2 separate regions of the Zea mays genome follow, and region 2 is linked to region 1. A link is a contact called in public Hi-C data. All regions are on one chromosome and are shown on one strand. Each heading gives the region's core, a stretch centred on a gene start, on an enhancer-like site or on the middle of the called end of the contact. The rest is flanking DNA. Distances are from core to core; before and after follow the strand shown. Region 1 holds the start of LOC100281330 (serine/threonine-protein kinase Cx32). Region 2 holds the start of LOC103626534.

Region 1 (7,949 bases), core at 2,219-4,718:
AGCCGGGCCAGCCTCCGGCGGTCGGCCAGGAACGGCTTCGCCCAGTCGGCCAGGCTCAGCTGCCCGTTCGGCCGGTTCGGGTCCAGCGCGCGCTGCCCGGACAGCATCTCCAGCATCACCACGCCGAAGCCGTACACGTCGCTCTTCACGTACAAATGGCCTGCACAGTGGACATGGCGGATTGGTTCACAGTCAGGCATCGTTTGTCAACATCACCACGCAGCTCAAGCGACCGAAATTAAGTGTCGGATTCTGTTTCTACATCCATTTACAAGGGAAGCAGACAGAGTATCAGAGGCAGGCAAGAGGACACACACCGGTTGCTACGTACTCTGGAGCTGCATAGCCATACGTTCCCATCACCCTGGTTGTGATATGTGACTTGCTACCAGTCGGCCCAAGTTTAGCAAGGCCAAAATCAGAGAGCTTAGCGTTATAGTTCTGCCAAAGAAGAAGAAAAAAAAGGCACTGTCAGCATCTGACCTTAACAGCGAATTGAGGTGCATTGCATAACATTGAGCTTACCGCATCTAAAAGTATGTTGGACGCCTTGAAGTCACGGTAGATCACTTGCTTTTCTGATGCATGCAAGAATGCGAGTCCTCGAGCTGCGCCGATGGCTATCTTCAGCCTCAGTTCCCAAGACAACGGGGCGCATCCTCCTGAAGGGAAATGCGATTGATTGGCTCCAATATCAGTATTTTTCAATCAGGTAGATGCCTCAAGAGATCCTAGTATAATGAGATGCATTTGTGTGTAGTATGCAGTTTCACATTTCAACCTCTACAAAGATATGCCACTACATGTATCCTGCATTCCTACTGCTACAAAACTATTGCATAGGTGAAAAATAAGTAGAGTGCATAAGCAATGCAGTTGGTGGAACCAGCAATTTTGATTAAGGTGGGCAGGCAAACGTGATGACACCTCTAAGCGTGATAAATACATACTTAGATCATGTTTGTTTCTCTCTTAGATTATATAAGCTGGATTATGGTAGAAGGGTAAAATATCACTTTGGAATTACAAATAAGCTGAAATAAGTCATTCAATACTACCTTATTTCAGCTTATTTATGGTCCTAAAGTGATATTTTACTTTTCTATCCTTCCATCATAACCCAACTTATATAATCTAGTAGCTAAACAAACATGCCCTTAAGTGCATGTCTCAATATCTTTTTAAATGTTTGTTTCTATGTAGTTAATATTAATAAAGAAAAAATCACAATACTATGATAAAAAACAGGTGAATTGATGCATTTGTTTGCTATGAATTGAAATATTTATAGGGTTATTATACATTTCCCACTGTGTGTGTGTTGGGGAGGGGGCAACGGGCCCTGCTAGCCCTCATTGTGAGCAAGGAAGGTGATTTCCAATACTTGTTTAGTGAGATGTGCATGGAACTTCATCGACAGCATTTTTAAAGAGCAATAAGAACTCACTCCTGAATAGATGGTTTTCCAAGCTCCCTTTGGCCATGAATTCATACACGAGAAGCAGTTCTCTGTCCTCCCAGCAGTAGCCCAAGAGCTTCACTAGGTTCGGATGGGAGAGCCTTCCTAGAAAATTTATCTCCGACTGCAGGTAGATTGAGCAGTGTAAATTAGCTATGCTAGTTAACATCTAGCAAAACAAAACAATGACATTTATTACACTAAACTAACAATTTGCACATGTGGCACGCTGATGAAATTGTTGGGTTTTCTTAAAATGGCATAGTTCGCCAAACAAACAAAAGATCTTCTCAAACAAACGTGAGGCACCAAACAAAAAGTAACTGCATTGTGATAAACATGTGGCTAGTTGTAATATTGTATAACACTTCCAACAATATGTTTGTGGTCAGCAGTGGACCATTGACACTACCGAGATAAGGCAGCTGGATTAAACAATCAACCATCACACACGAACAAAACTGGTCATCAACAGTAAAACAAAGCATAAAGAACCATAAAGCATCGGAGAATCTTCAAAATCGTTGTGCTTAAGTTTAAGCTCCATTAGTGCTGTATCACCAGACTCTGAACTGCATCTGTAGCTAACAAGGCAATTGTTTTGCTTGTACTGGTACCATGAACCATCATCAGATCAGGGCAAACAATACCAAGTCAAAGCCCAATTGTCACTATCTAGTACTAATGTTCATCAGTCTGGCATCCTCTACGAGTCTATTCCAATATTATTATTATCATTGTTGCTATTTAATAAGGTTATGTTTGGAATCAAACCAGTTTTTAAGAAACCAGTTTTTATTTTTTAGTTAGAAGAGGCTAGCTTCTTGGTTTTTAAGAAACTGTGAATCCAATTTCTATAAACTAAGGTATAAACTGGTATGTTTGGAATTAAAAACTAGGTGGTTCTAAATATGCCCTAAGTAAAATATATAGTAGCAAAAAAGGAGGGGCAAGATTTCGGTTACCTGCCATTCCTCGTACCCCTGCATGCTCTCCGAGTTGAGCTTCTTGACGGCAACAACCATGCCGGTGCCGTTCCTGGTCGGGGTCATGGTCTTCTCGTCCACCCACCCTTTGTAGACTGTCCCGAACCCGCCTTCGCCGAGGACGCTGTCGAGCCTGAAGTTCTTGGTGGCCGTCTTGAGCTCCATGAATGTGAAGGTACGGAGGTTGGGCGCCTCCAGGATCTGGCCTCCGTCGGGGTACTTGGCCCCCTCGTCGAATCCGCCGCTGGTGCTGCGGCTGCCGGCGGACGCCATGAAGCTGCTGCCCACGGAGGAGAGCTTCCCCGTGGTGCTCTGACTGGTGGTGGTTATGCTGCCGCTCGTCTTGGAGGTCATTGTCGTCCCTGCATCGCACGATTCGCAAGTGTGGTTACTGGTCACTGATTAGGGGGGATTCGTGAAGGACATGGAGAATTCGGAAAAAAAAGAAAAAGCTTAGCCTTTTCCCACCCTTCCAGAATAAAAACTGCGAATTTCTGATAAATAAGAGTGCCGTTTTATCACAAATCCCGTCTCTACTACCATGATTGACACAGGAACAAGAAATCTTAATCTAGGATCCTAAACAAAGCTTGTATCTTCACTTCAGCCAGGGGAGCTGCAGCTGCAGGATGAAGCTTCTAAGGAACAAATTGAGCAGAAGCCAGGATTTTTTTTCCCCGAACAGGATAGGCCGCCCCAGCCTCAGGATCCATGAATTGGATGGATCACATGAAAAACAGCTACAGGGGAAAGGAGAAGACGACGACGAACGGGAAAACAAAGCAAAGCAAAGCGGGTTCTTGATTGACGAAGGGCCCTCACCTGGGCTAGACGGCCTGAAATCCTCGGCGACCCTGTCCTTCCCGCAGCCGCCGCAGATGTTCCCCATCCCGGGTTCTCTCTAGGTTCTCTCTCTACAGGAGGAGGAAGTCGGGAAGAGCCCAGAACAAAGCGTAGGAGAGGGAGATGGCGAAGTCAAGGAGAGGGGGATATAAGTATGCGCGGAGACTGACTGACGAAGGGAGTGCAGCTGACCGAGAAAGGAGAGAAGAAACGGAGCGCCCCGTTTCAGTTGCCTTGCCTGCCTGCCTGCCTGCATGTGGCTGGCCTACCCTAGACCGGCGGGACCGCGGGACGGAGCCCAGTTTCAGCTGTCCTTTTTCTCTCCTCCTCCTCCTCCCTCACAAAGAGTCAGACTCACACAAACTGCAAACTACTCGGTTTGCTTTCCATGGATTCTTCGTCAATCTTCCCCTCCAGCTGCGGCAGCGTGTAAAAGCATGCCTCAAATATCCCTTTTTCTCAATCTGGGCACTTTATCTGCTGCATTTACCTCTTGAATGCCAATTTGGTTTCAGTTTAGCAGTAGAAAAAATGCGCTTTTTAACAAGTAAAGAGTGGTGCCGTAAGTTCAGGTTATGCTGTCAACTGTATGTTACTTCCTTCTTTCTGACAGAGAAAGCAAATGCCATGACTTCGTTGGGATGCATGTAGCACGTAGCTTAGACCGGGTCCAACCCACCCAACAAAGAGCCAGAGCCAGCCAATGGTGTGTTTGACCAGCCACGCTAAGATCCTGTGTGTATCCTCTTGATTAATTATTTGCTAGTAGCTAACAATTAGCCGACAAATAATCAACTAGCAACAATCTTTTTTTTCTTTATAGATCTATTACTAAGGTCAAATGGCTAATGAAGGAACAATTTGTCGGGTCTCTGGCTAACAATTAGTCAGTTTATTAGCCAGCATACTTAAAGGCCAAGGTGTTAAAAATAGCCGGTAAATTGTTTGAGGATCCAAACATGCCCTAAGTCTCTAACCTTTCACGAAATTGTAGTAGATGTTTTGGCAATCCCATCCAAAAGCAGACAGACTCTGAGGGCACGCACCGAGTCACGCATGAGATCTTCAGAGGTTTTGACAATATTGGCATGGCAAGTAGTACAGGTGCTGGACTGTGTCAAACAAAACCATCTCTGTACTGTACTTTTTGATGTTTTTTTTTTAATTTCTCTCGTGTCAGGCTATGGAGCATCGCCATTTCGATTGGTTCTTGAGTGCGAGTATAGACAGATCTAAAACCATGCATGTTTGCATCATGAACCGGCCCCAGCCCCAGCCCCGCCCCCAGGTGTCCATCCAGTCAATACCATCTCTCTTTTCCTTGGAGATGTGTTCACACGTTCTAGAAAAAAAGGGATGTGTCGTTGTAGACTTGTGTTGTGCGTACTGCATTTGACTTGATTTTAGTCTGAGGATTTCAGGGATTTTAAACTGCATTTGACTTTATTCAAATAAAACCATCTCTCTCTCTCTCTCTCTCTCTCTCTCTCTCTCTCTCTCTCTCTCTCTCTCTCTCTCTCTCTCTCTCTCTCTCTCTCTCTCTCTCTCTCTCTCTCTCTCTCTCTCTCTCTCTCTCTCTCTCTCTCTCTCTCTCTCTCTCTCTCTCTCTCTCTCTCTCTCTCTCTCTCTCTCTCTCTCTCTCTGTCTGTCTTACCCTTCTCTGTCTGAGGCAGATGTTGGCGGTAATTTTGGAATGGAATTTCCAAGGGAATTTATTTAAAAATAAAGAAAGAAAGAAAGATTCAGCTGCAAGTTAGTAGAAGTTGAGTGCATACATGACACAAAACGCAAGCGAGCATCGCTTCACCTGCTGCCTGCCTGAGACTTGCCGGTTGAAGTCAGATGTGTGACTTCAGACTCATGGTATAAACTACAAAATAATTACGCTTCGTTTTTTTCGTCAACTCATGGTATATTGTATGTACTAGTGTATGGCGCGCGGCCAGCCGCGCGTGACCACATCTGGTTGTTGTACCCAGGTATGAAAACAAATTTGAACAGAATATAAGTATAGAATGCGCAGGCACAGAACCAAATATAAGCATATAACATTGTTTTTCTCTAATAGTTGATATCAGTTGTAGAGTTAATTTAGACTACAATAAAAAATATATAGTAAGTAGCATTCAACCACCGTACATCAAGACCTAGCAACAGTGTGCTTGCAGGTGTTAAGTCCATATGTATAGATCCACAAATAGGCTAAAAGCTGAAGCATTCATGGTCCAAAAGTGATGGTGATCCTGATAGGTGCACAAAAAGCAAATACCTGTGTACAAGAGAGAGAAAAATATTAGATCTGTTGAAAGTCCCCCCATAGTTTGCTGATGTGTTTTGGGTAAAAGGGTGAGTGGAATATATTGTGTTGACTGTGTATAAAGATAGATATTTGTTGTGTATGACTAAGGATCGCACATGGTGTTATACCTTCATTGAGCTGATCTAGGAGCTTTTCTTTCTGGGATAATTGTTGTATTATCGTGGAAAATAATATCTACCATTTAAAATGAGGTTGTAGTTGTTATTGCTATTATGTCCAACAATCTTTTGTAATACATACCTTTTCGGTGGTGATGATAAATCTTGCTTGTTGAGTTCACTTGTACGTTGGTCATCACCCTATGGTTAAATGCATAAAATCTGTGAATCTAGTTTGCTATGACAAAGTGGAAGTCCATTTTGTCTTCATTTATTTATTTATTTATTTTATAAACTAAAAATTTGTTGCTAGTGAGTTTTGTCTGTATTAATTTATATTTGTGGTATTAGAATGCAATAGATACATAACTATGTGAGTGTATGGAAGTTTAGAATTTAGTAGTACTAAAGGTATCTTTATGTACTGTAGCATATCTAAATATGTTAGAACGCATAGCGCCAGTTGAATAGACTTTATCAAGTTATATGCATGAAAAAAATAAGATGTTTCTAATAGGTTGTACATGGCAAGAAAACAAGAAGTTTCGTACCTCGTTTCTTTCGTTGCTACAGGTAGATAGTTTCGCCAAAGATGTTGTTGGAGAGTTTTGTGTGACCGGAAGGCTAGGTACTTCATCTTGTGTATACAACTCTTCAGGATGGTTAGACATGTTAGATGGCATGAAGGCATGTCTTACATGATTTGTCAAAATAGACAGAATAGAGAAGACTGTTTGTGATAGAGTAGGCTGGCATATTGATGGCAACTGCAAGGGTAAATTTCAGTCACATAACATCGGCTAGGTCTGCTAGGGGACCTTGAGAAGTTGTAACTGCTGTAACAAGGTTGTTACAAGGTTTTCCTACTATTTTTCTGGCTATGCTATCAAAACAAAAGAACTCTGCTTCACATGTTCCATCAGTGACAATGAAACTAAGCTTGTACCTGTCATTTGGAATTGTCAGTGCTTTGAAGCATTAATTAAGTATGTAGCAAAGATAAGGCTTTGTCAAGCTGAAAGCAATGGTGATAAACCAAGTGTAACTGTAATCATTGCAACGAAGAACGTGTTGAATTAAGTAGCACCGTGAAGGAAGAACAAATTGGAGTAAGTGTTAATTGCCTCACCCATGGAAGCTGATTAGAGATATTAGCTCTGGTGCTTAGCTGAAATTCAGTTATTTGGGTCACATAAAGGACCTAACACGCGGGCATGTTCATTTTGCTTCTCACACATTTCGTCGAACAAGCGGCTTGCATCGCTTAGGGAGCTGCTGTCATGACGCCCTGTAGTCGGGCGCATTACAAATCCTTTGTGAAAGGGAAATAGGCTTTAAACCTTTTCCTAAATGATTTTCGTGGTTGAATGACCAACACAACTAATTGAACTAACTAGTTTGTTCTAGATCATATATTCTACAGGTGTCAAAGATTCAACATAAAACCAATAAAAAGAACAAGACAAGGGTCAAAAGAAAGGAGCAAAAAGAAACCGAAGTGCTCCCTGGTCGGGCGCACCGGACTGTCCGGTGTGCCACCGGACAGTGTCCGGTGCACCACCGGACAGTGTCCGGTGCACCAGGGAAGATTGCCTTCAAACTCTTCGCCTTCGGGTTTCTCAGGCGCAGCCCACTATAATTCACCGGACTGTCCGGTGTACACCGGACAGTGTCCGGTGCTCCAACGGAACACGGCAACTCGGCAGCCTCGGGATTTCACGAAGACTGCTCCGCTATAATTCACCGGACATGTCCGGTGTGCACCGGACTGTCCGGTGCAACCTCGGAGCAACGGCTACTTCGCGCCAACGGTCGACTCTGACAGTGAACAGTACACGCGGCAGAAGTCAGAGCAGAGGATCAGAGAGGCACCGGACTGTCCGGTGTGCACCGGACTGTCCGGTGCCAAATGAGGACAAAAGCCTACAACGGTCGACCAGCTCCAACCCCAACGGATAGGATGACGTGGCTGGGGCACCGGACATGTCCGGTGTGCACCGGACTGTCCGGTGCACCCATCGCCAGCAGACTTCATCAACGGCTAGTTTTTGGATGGTGGCTATAAATACCACCCCAACCGGCCACTTCAAAGTGTGGGAGTCCAAGCAACATTCCAAGTCATCTAGTTGACATACTCAAGCCCTCCCAACCACATATATTCATTGATCCATCCTATACACAAGATTTAGTCCACTACAACCAACACAAGTGCCACAAAAGAGAGAGCAAGCAATTGAGAGCTA
Region 2 (7,949 bases), core at 2,840-5,339, 540 kb before region 1:
ATTGCGTGACACTTACACCAAGGACACAGTACCAGCACTGCACAGGATCAGGTATAGTTAAGGCAATCGATCTTGTAGTGGATATACTTTTTTAGTCATGTTGCACTTGTTATTCATAAGATGGATTTGATTTGTTAGGTGCCTTTGGTTTTCAGCGAAGGACCTTCTTGTAACATATTAACTGCTTTTGCAGGAAGTATCTTGTAGAGGCCACAAAAGAAGCATCCAATTCTTATAATGAAGCGGTAAGATACATGATTTTGCTTCTTGAAATATTTCCAATGTCTGGTTGTATGAACAGCCAAGAAAAAGCTCTCAAATTGGTGGCTACAACTCACGAAGAGTAGAACTGTACAAATCTTAAGAGCCAATGCCTAGCAGCTACTTTTTAGTGAAAAAACAACTAACTGATACCTTGAGGCTGTATGAAGTAGTTAGCATCAAGTTATAATTAATCATTTATGACTAAGCAAAGTCCTGCTTAGGAAGGTTAAATGTGCAAACATGTGACAACCTATGATTTTAATGTTAACCTGCTGCAGTAGGCAATTTAACCTGATGTAGAGTTTATTCCAGTTGCATAAACAATAACCAGACATATGGTATTCTGTATTTTTTCATTTTTAACTACATGTCTGGAGAAAGAACGGTGCCATACTGCCATCTCAAGGAATATTCCGTCTGAAAAGAACTCATGGAACCCAATGTTCCGCCAGCTAACTGTTTGCTCTGATGATTGTTCTTGGTGTCAGGTTTCGCGGTTGCGTGAGTACCAGGGTGTAGATCCACGGTTCGATGTGATTGCGAGGCAGTACCACGAGATTGTAAAGGTAATCTGGCTCAGTGTTGCTGCCACTAGTTTACCGTATGTTTTTACTTGCTAAGTTGCTAACCCTGGTCGAGCTTCATCAGAAACTGGAGGGCATGCAGTGGACAATTCACCAGGTGGAGATGGACCTGAAACCTCACCATGACCACGCAGCTGTTTAAGTCCACATCTGTTGGAGGCCATGTTTATTACCTGAATGCAGCGGGTGCGAGTTAGGGGGGTTGCAGTGGATTTGATTTGAGTCAGAGGGTTTCTGTTTGTGCATGTTTTTTTTTGTGTATATCCATGTTGGATAATAGCACCATCAATGCTTGCTTAGTTATACGGTCATGTATTCGGTTTGTTTGATGACGAGAAACACTAGAAGAGAGCGAGACATGGAAAACACCAGAACAATTATCATTGTACTACGCATCCACTGCCATGTCATACAAAACAAGGCAAGTCTAGATGACTTTTATTAGGAATCCTAATGGCTATAATGGAACGTAGTAGCCGAGAAGAAGGCTTCGTCCGGAGGCATCTGTTTTGCCAGGAAGTGATTACCTGCTCAAGTGTCATTATATTTCTATTATAACATTTCTAAACTAGTGATGATAATAAATAAGGTCGAAGCAAGTACATTATGCTAAACAACAACGGAGATGTTAAGCCAGGTTACTATAGCAATTACGTCTGGCTAATTTACTAGCAATGATAATGTACATGGTAATTTCCATATACAAACGTATTCAAGCATTTCTAAAACTACAGCTAGAGGCCTGCACACTTATATATACAGATATAAAAGGTGCAGAAGATGGATGCATCTGATAGACATCCATCACACATACACATCTTAGTTTCCAGTACAATCAAGATGGTGAGGACAAATGTAACAATGAAGATGCAGAAGAAGATCCTAGTTCTGCTAATGCTCATCATCCTTGCTGCCTCTCGTAAGTCGCTCATTCTATCATACCTGCAGCCTGCAGGGTCCCTGTAAAAACTGTTTATGTAGCCATTAACAAATGGATGATATGGACATGTTGCAGAGGAGGTAGAGGTGGGCGCCGAGGATTCATGCGTTCAAGGGAATCCATTCCCAAAGTGCTTCGTAAGCTGCTTGCGTCCAGGTGCTTGTGACAACTGTTGCAAGGATAGGGGCTACACCAGTGGCAAGTGCGTGCTACTTGGCTGCATTTGCTGCAAATAAAGACGTGGGGTTTTAGTTTCCATGCACAGCATGAAAAGAAAAAAAAATAGTGTAAGATTTAATAATCGAGCTTCATGACGGGATGGATCTGAATAAAACGATAGATTTTTGGTTCCTTTTGTTCTTCTGAGGCTCAATCGACATATCAACCAGCTAGCAAACTAATTAACTTACTTGTCGAGGGTCGACCAGATCTCATGAATTGTATCGCGGTGACCAACCATGCTCAAACTTAGAAAGCGAGAGATGGGAGAAAAAAAAAGCATTTCTGGCCTCTCGTTGTTTGCATCACGATGGTCATCCTGATTCTAACAAATCCGATCAACAAGGAGCATGTAATAACAAGTTTCCAAACAAATTTCTCAGAATCGTGAGCTTATGTTGTGAAGCTCATCAAAGAACGGTAACATATGTGTATGTGTAATTTGTCTCATCAAAGAACGGTAACACCATGTTCCATGTCGTCTCCGCGGATCACAAAATGGTTAAGATTGATTGACCCTTAACCCGCTTTTATAAGACCAATTGAAGGACCGAACCAGGCGACCAGAGACGAGGCCGGGCTAAAATGGGAGCTAACAAATTTTTTTTTTGATTTAGGCAATATTGGCTTCCTTTCTAAAACTTCATCCAATCCGACACATGTCTACCACACACTCACGCTCTGAACACCAATTAAGGACATGTACTGCACCTATGTACCATGTTTGTTGCAGCGTCTCTTACAAGACAGACAAAGAGAGAACCTCGTCTTTCTGGATCTATATGCATGTACCAAATCTTTTCGCATCAATTATTGCCATCAGAATGTTTATGCACCAAAGCAATTCGAGGTGTACTACACACAAATAAATCCATGTGCATGTATATACACTACTAGCTAGTATAGTACACCCAGACAAGGAAACCGAGACTCGCAAGACCAAAACATCGCTGCAGACTGCAGTAGCATATACATAAAATTAGCTAGCTCTGCGTGCATGTTCCAGCAACGTAATTAAGCTTGCACTTGCGCACACGCTGCTAGCATTCTTCTTTCGTGCACGGATGCCGTGCAGCCCTTTAACACACCCTGGTCCAGTCCGCTCAAAGTCCACCATCGCCAGGGCTGGACGTTCAAACGCTCGCAACGGTCTATTAAGACGGGCACCTCGCTCTGAAAAACTAGACTGAGAGAGAAGAGAAGTCCGTCCTTATAAGAGCACCACGGGTCCACATACCCCTTGGCTTGGCGAGATGGTACTAACCCAGGGCGTACATATCGGTCCCTCACATCACACCCCCATAAGATGGGAAAAAATTGCTATTTTGTCACATTCCACCTCTTTGCTATTATGTCACCTTATGTCTATGACTTTTATGATCATTTGTGTCTATAATTTGTGGCCTGATGGTAAAATAGAGAAACCTAAACTGAGAGTGACAAAATAGCAAATAGCCCAATAAAAGGTCCAAAGCTCTCCCAGACAATAACGACAATGTGGGCTCCGATACCAATTGTAACGCACCCCTGGGGCAGTCCGCCTAAAGTTCACCGTCGCCTGTGTCGGACGTTCATACGCTCGCAGCAGCCTATTCAGACGGACACCTCGCTCTCAAAACCTAGGCTGTGAGAGAAGGATTATAAGGGCACCCTGACCCCCTTGGTTAAACGAAGTAGTACTAACATAGTACGTGCATACCGGTTCCTCACAAGCTCGACATTTTTCACATAGACATACAAGCAAGCAATTTTCATCCATCCTCCCCGACATTTCTCACATAGACATACAAGCAAGCAGGTTTCATCCATCCTCTAAGTTTGATCTACTGATCTTGGCGCAAACTTGTGGTTCTGGACTCTGGAGATGGTGTCAAAAAAAATGATACCAACCAACAGCTACATACTTCCGGTTCTGGAGATGCACACAAATTCAGTTTACCTGGCGCAAACTTGTGCAGGAATTCATCCGCTAGCTCAGCTAAACACACACACGCGCGCGCGCACGGGAGAGGAGAATCACACACGTCTCATCAGCTCAGTCTCAGGCTCTCCGCCTAGCGCCTATATATACGCACGCGCACACGACCGAAGGGTGATCGACAAGCAGCAAAAACACAGGCTACCTCGATCTCTAGCTATAGCTACCAGTGTCTTCTTCAGTTCCTTGAGAGGAGGAGAGAACCCAAGAATATAATGGAGGGGAAGAAGAGCAGCCTCGCCTGCTGCTGCCTGCTCATGTTCCTGCTGCTGTCAGCGCAGCAGCAGCAGGTGGCGGGCCTGTCCAAGTTCTGCCGCTGCTACCGGAACTGCTACACCGACTGCAGGAAGTCCACGGGCCGCTACCCCTGCAACGCCAACTGCTTTCAGGACTGCATCAACGGGATGCTGCCGCCGGCTCCGGCGGAGGTCGTCGTCCCCGCCGACTGCCGCGACATCTGCCTCATGGGCTTCTGCGGCTCCATGGAGATCGCCGGTGACGGTGAGGCCAGCTAGCTAGCTAACTTCTGGACAATAATCTGATAGACAGGCATATATGCATGCATGCATACTTCAGTTCGATAGTATAACCTTTCGATCATAGATGAATGAAATCTGACTGCTTCCTGTGAATTAATGTTGTATTTCAGCCGTGGCTGGGGATGCCGAGGCGTGTGTGGCTGACTGCACCAAGAACCTCGGTGCCTTTGCACCAAGTGCAGCCAAGACGATCAACTGAAGCATGCATTAGGGCCCGTTCGCTTGTACAGGATTAAACCGGAATTCGTTCCAGCTCATCAAAATCTATATAAATTAAAGAAGTAATCCGGTTAGGAATTAATTCGAAGCTCCAATCCCTAAAAACCGAATAGGGCCTTATGCATCTGAGAGAGTGGCTTGAGATCGAGTTGAGAGCAACAGATAGAGTTCCATCAGTGTAATGCAATAATTGGATGTTTAAGCGATCCTATATATAATGTACTCCCTCCGTTCCAATTTATAATTAATTTGCGCTAAGTTTTACCGGCTCGTCTTATTAAAAAAATATTTATTATTATTTTTTTAGTTGATACTCAATCTATACTACTCTATTAAGAAACTAATGTGGATACTTGGTGCTACCACAGCTTCACCCTCCGTGTTGACATTCTGGGACCGCCCCACGCGCCCCACCTCAGCGCCGTGCTCTGTAGGCCCCACGCCCAACGCTCTCTCAGCTACTGCCCTGTGGACCCCCATGTCCGCACAGCTAGCTACTGCGCATGTGTCACACCCGGATTTTAGGGGTCCAAAACCCGGGCGCAAACATAATCACCAGGTGTGCTGGGACCAAGTCTCACACATATAATGAATCATGGCACAGGATCGAATGTCACATCTTTACTATATAACAGGAGTTCTATACAAAATAAATAAATAATTACATCATATGAGGAAACGATCCAGCAACCCAAAGTTGACTGCGAGACGACGACCTAGACCTCTCACGAACACATCGCAGCATCCTCCACGCGCCTCATCCTGCGGTACCTGTTCTTGACCTGTGGGGGGGGTGTGAGACAGCAAGAGTGAGCTCACATACGTTCATCGCTCAACAAGTTGTGGGGAATAATGTGCATGAACTCGCCAAAGATGGGAGCTCACGTGAAGTGTAAGGCTTACCAAAGAGGATGGCTGAAGCTGAGCATTGCTTTTAAAGTTGGTCAAAATTTTATTAGCCATTACTAAGTATAAGTAAATACCAACCCAATTAAATAGTAGAACAGAAGTAACAACATCACCTGCGATGCAATGCATATGACAAATTGAATTTAAGTTCCATAGATTAATCATGTGAGTGTCCGAGCCGCTCATGACCGTGAGCACGGCTAGTATACCAGTTTTACACTCTGCATAGGTGGCACATCTTTACCCACAAGTCATGTTACCCATCTGCCAAGGGATCGCGACTTCCCATACACCTCTACCGAGGAGGCGAGGCAGGGTAACACTACGAGGCCTTTACAAAGTTCCACTAGCTTCAGAAAACCCGCTACAGTTTATAGGAAGCTCCAATGCAGGAATCCCTTGCAGGACCGCCATCGCAGCAAAATCCTCCCGAGGGCCTCCCTACACTGACCACTCCCCTACTGCCCTTGCCCCTTTCAGGTAAGGTAGTCTTCCACTAGCTTTCCTAATTAATCGGCCAAGGGCGTCCCATTAAACCCTTGTGGTAGCACTGTTTTCCCGGGTGGTTCTCCATGTTCCAATTAACATAATGATCTTATCATGAACAGTGATAATAAACAGATAATAAAAGTGTGATCATGAATAATGTATCTTCATACCCAAAACCACATAAAGCACTAGCAAGTACTACCCAAAAAGTTCAGTGGTAAACAAGGTATAAAGATAGTCAAAACTAGGGTAACCTATTAGGTCCCATCAAAATTAACCTATGCAGATCATTATGATTAATTAGAACATGAGTGGGTAAAAAGAAGTGATCAAGGGCACAACTTGCCTGGCACTTGAGATTCCAGGTACCAGGATGATCTTCAGATGACTCGTGACCTCACTGCTAGTCGTAGCAATACAAACAAACATTGTATAGGAAAAATTAACATTACACCAAACATATATGCAAAATACACAGTAATAATCTACACATTAAAATAAAATTCTAGGAACAGAAATCATAATTTTTGGAGTTATAGATTTTAAGATATGAATTTTTAAAGGTTTTATTGTGTTTAAAATAGATTAAGTGAGGAATTAAACTTCTTACTGTTTTCATGACCAAACAGAGGCTCTAAGTGATAAAGAATAAAATTACAAAAATTTAGAAAGTGGAATGGCTCAATTTGGACCAAAAATGGATTCTCTACGAATTATTGAAGTTCTAGCAATTATTTTCCTATTAAAAATCTATTTATAAATCATTTTCCCTGATTTTATTATGTTCTGGACTGGGCGCACTATTTCCAGAGAACCCAGGGGGCTCGGGGTAAAAATCTGTAGACCCAGAGCACAGCGATATAGGACGGCGGGTTAATTTCTGTTTTACACAGGGTCTCTTTAGCAAAAAGGCTGGCTGAAGGGGTATTGCGCGATATCTGCCGTCAGATCAGAAATGAATGCCCCTGATTAGAATAGCTTTAACTCGAATCGGTAAGCAGCCATGGTCATTGGATCCCGGGTGGATGGCTCGGATTCAAAATCGCCCAGAGTGAGTCGCGGCCGCCAGATCCGGATCGGACGACCCGAAATCGCCGTCCGCAAATTACTACGGTCTAACCCATCTCCACCACACAAATTACATCTAACGGCTCGAGGCGAAATCCCCAAACTCACACCCGTGGCCGGAACACGCGACGGCGCAGCCACCACACGGCGGCGGGTTCACCGGAGCTCGCGAAATCCGGTCCTCCCGAGCGCCAAACCCAAATTGAAAGGCGCCGCACGATCTAGAGGGCAATGCGAACCGCATGGAGGAAAACTCACCATCAATAATGGCGCAGAGACGACTGCCCACGGAGAGGTGCGGATTCGTGGCGGAGTCTTCACCACGGCGAGCAATTGCCGGTCCCCTGCGCCCCAATCGTGCCAGCCGAGACCACGCACGGCTCGCAGGGATCGGGAGGGAGTGCACAGGCTAGCTACCCTGACCGGTCGCGAGCACACCACGAATTGAGCCCGCGGCGGCGCTATTCTTCTCTCTGCTTCTTTCTCTCTCATTCCAGAGGTTGACGGCAAGACGATGGCGCATCTCATCTTTATAGTCTCGAGGAAGCGGCGCTACCACATGCCCCAACAACCTCCCCCGAGCTGGGCGAGTCCGCACCAAGTCCGTCATTCACGAGCGTGGATCTCGGATGTGTTCGTTGAGTTGGAGGGGATGAGTCCGACACAGAGGTCCCACGTGCCAGCGAAAAGAAAGATGCGCGCGGCATGGGAGCGAACCTGACATGATGGACCCACACGGC

Evidence for each region. A called contact is a pair of places that touch in the nucleus more often than the background predicts.
Region 2: a Hi-C map of ear shows a contact between it and region 1, with 2.8 times the contacts expected there. The contact joins the promoter of LOC103626534 here to the promoter of LOC100281330 in region 1. A contact is called at or near these places in 2 of 25 Hi-C or Micro-C datasets (ear and tassel).

What each region holds. Positions count from the first base shown.
Region 1 is chr5:72,087,004-72,094,952 of Zm-B73-REFERENCE-NAM-5.0, reverse strand. It overlaps LOC100281330 (serine/threonine-protein kinase Cx32), which reads right to left and starts at 3,468. Exons shown (of 6, transcript NM_001411582.1): 1 at 3,268-3,468; 2 at 2,425-2,807; 3 at 1,448-1,583; 4 at 526-662; 5 at 332-441; 6 at 1-160. The coding sequence starts at 3,334. It overlaps LOC100278523, which reads right to left. Exons shown (of 7, transcript NM_001151769.1): 4 at 6,258-6,358; 5 at 5,849-5,907; 6 at 5,502-5,557; 7 at 5,372-5,499. The coding sequence ends at 5,429. It also overlaps the pseudogene LOC115772136.
Region 2 is chr5:72,631,883-72,639,831 of Zm-B73-REFERENCE-NAM-5.0, reverse strand. It overlaps LOC103626534, which reads left to right and starts at 4,089. Exons shown (of 2, transcript XM_008646954.2): 1 at 4,089-4,486; 2 at 4,635-5,013. The coding sequence starts at 4,201. The coding sequence ends at 4,723. LOC100191747 reads left to right here. Exons shown (of 13, transcript NM_001360244.1): 10 at 1-51; 11 at 194-245; 12 at 753-830; 13 at 913-1,294. The coding sequence ends at 990.